2 separate regions of the Gasterosteus aculeatus genome follow, and region 2 is linked to region 1. The links are chromatin contacts, called in public Hi-C maps. All regions are on one chromosome and are shown on one strand. Each heading gives the region's core, a stretch centred on a gene start, on an enhancer-like site or on the middle of the called end of the contact. The rest is flanking DNA. Distances are from core to core; before and after follow the strand shown. Region 1 holds the start of chsy1 (chondroitin sulfate synthase 1). Region 2 has its middle 39 kb from the start of chsy1.

Region 1 (3,113 bases), core at 385-2,884:
TTTGAGAATGGCACAAATATTCATTTTCAGTCTGCTGCCTTTGAAACACGTGCAGTAATCATTGCTTTGCACAAATAAGGCTTCACAGCCAAGGATATTGCTGATGGTAAGATTGCACCTAAATCTACTATTTATCGGATCATCAAGAACTTCAAGAAATGTGGTTCAATTGTTGTGACGAAGGCTTCAGGTCGCCCAAGAAAGTCCAGCAAGCGCCAGGATCGTCTCCTAAAGTTGATCCAGCTGAGGGATCGGGGCACCACCAGTGCAGAGCTTGCTCAGGAGTGGCAGCAGGCAGGTGTGAGTGCATCTGCACAAGTGCAAAAGTGAGGCAACGACTTTTGGAGGATGGCCTGGTGTCAAGAGGGGCAGCAAGGAAGCCACTTCTCTCCAGGAAAAATATCAAGGACAGACTGATATTCTGCAAAAGGTACAGGGATTGGACTGCTGAGGACTGGGGTAAAGTCATTTTCTCTGATGCCTTTTGCCTTTTCCAGCATGATGGGGCACCTTGCCATAAGGCTAGAGTGATAACTAAGTGGCTCAGGGAACAAAACACCGAACTTTTGGGTCCATGGTCAGGAAACTCTGTAGACCGTAATCCCATTGAGAATTTGTGGTCAATCCTCAAGAGGCGGGTGGACAAACAAAAACCCACAAAGTCTGACAAGCATTGATTATGCAGGAATGGGCTGCCATCAGTCAGGATGTGGCCCAGAAGTTAATTGACAGCATGCCAGGGCAAATTGCAGAGGTCTTGAAAAAGAAGGGTCAACGCTACAAATGTTGAATCTTTGCATAAACTCTATGTAATTGTCAATAAAATATTTTGACACTTATTAAAATGCCTGTAATTATACTTCAGTATACCATAGTAACATCTTACAAAAATATCTAAGAACACTGAAGCAACAAACTTTGTGAAAACCAATAAATGTGTCATTCTCAAAACGTTTGGCGACAGCTGTACACACTAATCATAATCCATACGTTTTTACTCATTTCCACTGGGAAAATTACATTGTTTACTCTGTTTGTTAGAATGCCTGTGAAAGAGTCCATGGGGAGTTTTTATTCCAACCAGCCATCCCAAACCTGTTGATTCATATTCTTTCCATTAGTTGTTAGCTAGGAGTTAACTAGTTAACTACTGTTAGCTAGGAGTGCACATTGCTCAGTTGTGGAGGCTAATTGTCATGAATTCTACTGTGGGGAATAAGCATGCAGCATTGGTGGCAAGAAGACAAGAAGCCATGGAAGCAGCTCGCACGAAGATGCAACAGGAGCTCGGTGCCAAAGCCGAAGAGATGAAGCGATGAAGAGGACGGTACGGTCATGTACATATTTGATGGACTGTGAAGAAAATCCAGAAAAGGACGTGACATGTTCAAGAAAACACTAGTCTATAACGTAACAGAGATCTTATTTTATTCATATGTGGAAACTGCGCTAAAATACACCTGATGCAGAGTACTTGAATGAATGAGGAAATGAAAGCCGATGTGTGATTGGCTGGGCTGCTGTCAGAGGGAGGAGCCTGTGAAAGACGAAAGAAAACCAGGTGACGTTGACAGGCTCAGTTACCATGGTGACTGACCCTAAGCTTTAGTAACCTCCCTTTGTGAAACAGACAAGCCAGAGTTTCCCTCATCTCAGGGTTAACAAACTGAGTTTCCACTAAACCCGCTTCATGAAACGGACCCCAGGAGCTCACACTGATGGTAACAGCAGATTGTGACAAATTACACATTTACAACCAAAGAAGAAGAGTCATTCACAAAGCCTCTGAGGCTGCCTGACTGGATGCCAGACCAAACTGGATTAGTAGCTCTACACGTGACAACCATCTCAGAGAGTACACAGCGCCGGTCTCTGGCAACCACACGGACTCTCTTACTTGGCAAGGAAACACGTTGTAGGTTCTGATGCCGTGTAGCAAAATGGTCAGAAGAGACTCAGATCGGATTTTGTTGACTGAACTGTGCGTCCACAGCACCCAAACACAGCAGAGCTACCGTGAAGCACTATGGCTTTTCTCTGACAATTATTTAAGAGGTTAAAGGGAAAGTAGATGCAGCTTCGTCTCCTCACAGTCTTAATGGAAAGCTGCTGCTCTGGTAGCAGCAGGTCCCATGAACACCACACAGGGCCTCAGAAGGAAAATGCAGCTTGTCACTTGCTTTTGGAAGAGGTTACTCAAAAAGGAAGAAATTGAGTATTTGTTGTGAACCACGTGTTTGGTTTGCTTCATGCTTCTGTGTGCTTTCGGGCGTCAATGTTTGACACTAACATATTTCATCGATATAGGGATGGCCTTCATTTAAAAATGTTTTTAAGAATAGTGTCAGATTGAATAAATGAATGATGCAGTGTTTGATCAATTACATTTCATTACGTAATAATGAAATGCCCCCCCCCCCTGTCATTCAAATTCAAGCCCTTCGGCCGTGTGGACAGGAAGGACTGTTAGATGTGCAATCCCTTATATATGTACAAGCGACGAGGTTTTTCCAGGACCTTAATACATTTAACTTCTGTGGAAAGAGAACCCACACAAAACTACTGTAGACCACGGCACCGACCACGTGGAGGAGCTGCAGGCCAGGCAGCTGCCTTGTGGCTGTTCTGCTAGAAATACCTTTTGGGGAGGTTTTCTTATGAAGAACAAACGTAGGTCTGCTATAACAAAACAAATATATAACAACAAACAACTCTTCACCTCTAAAACCTTACAAAAACTGAAAATACGACACAGGTGACTATAACATATGTTTTTCTGTTCCATCTTCACACTGAAATTGACATTACTTGTGAGCAAAAACATGAGCCTGGATTATTAATGCAGGCTCATTTTTCTGCTGCTTTCAAAGTGCTGCTACGTGGAGAAGTTGTTGGTGACTATTATATACAGTATTCTGGTGTCACAATCATTATTTAGGCAGTAAATAACTGAGACATATAACTAATATTATCATAGTTGTTTCAGTCGTTTGACTCTAAAAGCAATTTGAGAGCAACTGAAGGTCACAGACGGGTTTATTGACCACGTTTTGGGGGATTTTCATGTAAAAGTTGAGCGCTTCATCGTTCAATCAAATTGGGGAACGTCAATG
Region 2 (3,007 bases), core at 43-2,542, 39 kb after region 1:
CCACCATCAGATAGAACCACCATCAAATAGAACATCAGACAGAACCACCATCAGACAGAACCACCATCAGACAGAACCACCATCAGGTAGAACCACCATCACATAGAACCACCATCACATAGAACCACCATCAAATAGAACATCAGACAGAACCACCATCAGATAGAACCACCATCAGACAGAACCACCATCAGACAGAACCACCATCAGATAGAACCACCATCAGATAGAACCACCATCTGACAGAACCACCATCCACAGAAGCCTGTGGGGAGGGAGAGCACAAAGAGGAGAGGGTAATGTTGGTTTATGATTACAGTAATATGATTAATATTTAAAATGATAATGATGAGGATGGCAGCAGCAGATGTCAGCAAGGCCACGGCATGATGTTCATTTACTAAATGATGGTTCACTTAAAGTCAAACAAACCATTAAGCAGGGGATGCTTTAGGCCGGGGCTACCTTGTGACTGACAGATCTACCTGTCTAACTAAACCAATGGGTGATGACGATGGGTGATCTCCTGTCATTGGAGCCACACAGACCTGGCATGAAGCAATCTCCATTTTCAGTACACCATTGGCAGCTGGCCAATAGAGGGTAATGGGGCGGCGCCCCTCCTTGAAAAGAAAAAAGAAATAATATTAAATTATTTAAAAAAAAAATTGAAATATGGAATGTCCCCAGTAATATTAAATAAATGTTTGATGATATGATATCTACGCAAAAGATTTCCCTGCACGTCCCTGCCTATTGTGTGTTTTAGCTGAGCTAGGGGCGGGTCTAAGAAGCATTTCAGCCAATTGCTGACTAAATAAAAAAAATTAAGACATAAGATTTAGCCAATCAGCATCCTTACATAAACTCAGCCTGGGACTTTGGTTTTGCTTTTTGCCGCAGATATTTAAAAACACAGGATCGAAGTGTGCACGTGCAACATGGGTTTTTTACATCTTATGCGTGACTGCTGCATTTGTCATTGTAACGTTCTAAAAAATTGGATGACACACATATTAAATATATAAATCCCAAGAATAAACTGTAAAAAACGAATTTAAGTTTTATTTAATACATTTGATTTGAATTTGCCACATCCTCCGAACTCTGTCTCTGCCTTCAGACATTGAACTACAGGCATTGGTGGGGAACAGAAGAGGCTTTGGGGGGGGGGGGGGCATTTTATAATCAAGCAGCCTCTGAACCCATTAGTCACACTGTAGTCTGACTGTAGTCTGACGCCCACAACCTAGTAACAGCTAAAGGCCTCCACGGGACTATGCGTCGGACGGAGCTGCCTACAAAGTACACAGCAGCTACAAAGGAGGACAAACGCGGCACAACCCTGAGACCACCATGCTGCTCCCACCCGGAGCACTGAGGTCCTTCGCTGAGGACGTCTCTCCTCAACCGGGACTAAGTGGTTCTGCCGCCTAACCCTAACGTTTCTTAAAAATAGTGGTTAGTGTCAATAAATCAATAGTTTTGTGGGTTTTGAGGGTCATTCGGACAAATGTGGGGGGAGGGGAAGAATGGAAGGTCCAGGTGAAGCTGATTGAAAGATTGCAAAGTGTGCAAAGCAGTCATTACAGGTCTAACATATTAAACACATTCTGGTTTGTTAAGCATTTTTTGTCTATTGCAATCCGATGTGTTCCTTCATAAATTTGATGTCTCCCAGTGTCCCAAACCACCGACTGGAGGGCTGCGTTGGTCGGCGATGAGCAGCCTCAGGAGGACGCAGCCGACCGAGTGAGACGCAGCCTGTATGCTGTATCAATGAAATAAATGTTCAGACCCTTTAGAATCCTTCAGAGCTCTGTGCACGGCAGCCACGTTCTTCCGTCGAACTGGTCAAATTTTTCTACAATCTACAGTGCAGTGTAATTTGGACCAATTTATCTGGTGTTACATTTTATTGTTTATGCAATGACTCTTAACGGAGTTATTCAGCGGCTGCAGTGCTGTTGCCATGACACTCACTGGGACACAACATGAACGTCAGCAGGGTCAGTCCACATAAAGCCCCCTCCCTCAGGCTTCCCCATGCACAGGGACATATAGACCTGCAGTGTGGTCCTTACATTCCACTTTACCCGGTTGTTCCAAAGTATAAACTCAGTTCTTTAGTTTATTCCCCAGAATGAAAATAAAGGAAGTACTTAACCTGATTGCCTGTCCCATATTGTATAGTAGTAGTGGTATTAGAAAAAAAAACGTAGATGCTCAGTTATGATCAAATGCACGATACGAATAGGTTGTTATGGTAACCATGCATTTGCCAACTTGTGTGGGTCCAGAACAAGACACAACAACAAATAACCATTTACCTCTTCTGACTATGTAGCAAACTAATGACATCCATGTGTTACATCGTCCACATCAGTCTTTTCTTCTTCTTTGTGCATTTTATTAAATTGTTTCCTATAACTATTTTCTCCTGCAGTCGTCAACACGCCATCCGGGAAATGTTTGCAGTAAAATATGAGCGAGCACTTGTGTTCGGCTTCCTGTTTGGCTTGGTGAAGGACCCCACGGAGAGACAGCTGATCAGATAGGACCTGTCTGCTGTCCACGCCTCACATGCTGGGCTCCTCGGGTTTGCAGCTTTATCAGCATCCTGGGTGCCTGATTTCCTTTTTTAGGAAAATGGATCTCAGTGGGGGTCAGTGGTCAAGAAGTTGCGATTGTAAAGAGGTCCTTCTCAATCTGTCTATCAGGTCTATTTGTGCCGCTGAATCACTCAGCAGTGATTTACAGGTTTACTCACCACGGTCGGCTGGAGGGGTTTGAACTATGTAGATTCATCAGGCTCAAATGAAAACAGGCCAGTGGATGATCTCACAGCACTTCTGTTGTGTTGATTACAAATCAGAATCTCACAATTTGGTCATTTATTTAGTTTGGAATGAATATTTTCTTTAGACATGATGTTAAAAAAATGTTCTGAGCAGTTATTTTTGTATCCAATGTGATTAAGGAGACACTGATGAGCTGTGAAAGAAGG

What was found. A called contact is a pair of places that touch in the nucleus more often than the background predicts.
Region 2: a Hi-C map of liver shows a contact between it and region 1, with 2.7 times the contacts expected there. The contact joins the enhancer-like site here to the promoter of chsy1 in region 1. A contact is called at or near these places in 5 of 6 Hi-C or Micro-C datasets (liver, skeletal muscle, tail fin and 1 more).

What each region holds. Positions count from the first base shown.
Region 1 is chr12:1,472,097-1,475,209 of fGasAcu3.hap1.1, forward strand. chsy1 (chondroitin sulfate synthase 1) reads left to right here and starts at 1,635. Exons shown (of 3, transcript XM_040164490.2): 1 at 1,635-3,113.
Region 2 is chr12:1,511,334-1,514,340 of fGasAcu3.hap1.1, forward strand. No RefSeq gene overlaps it. Among protein-coding and RNA genes, the nearest start is that of chsy1, 39 kb to the left of the region's middle. Within about 2 kb of position 1,293, at least 1 of the 9 cell types and tissues checked has open chromatin away from gene starts, as enhancers often do. A contact at or near this core is called in liver, where this site is marked.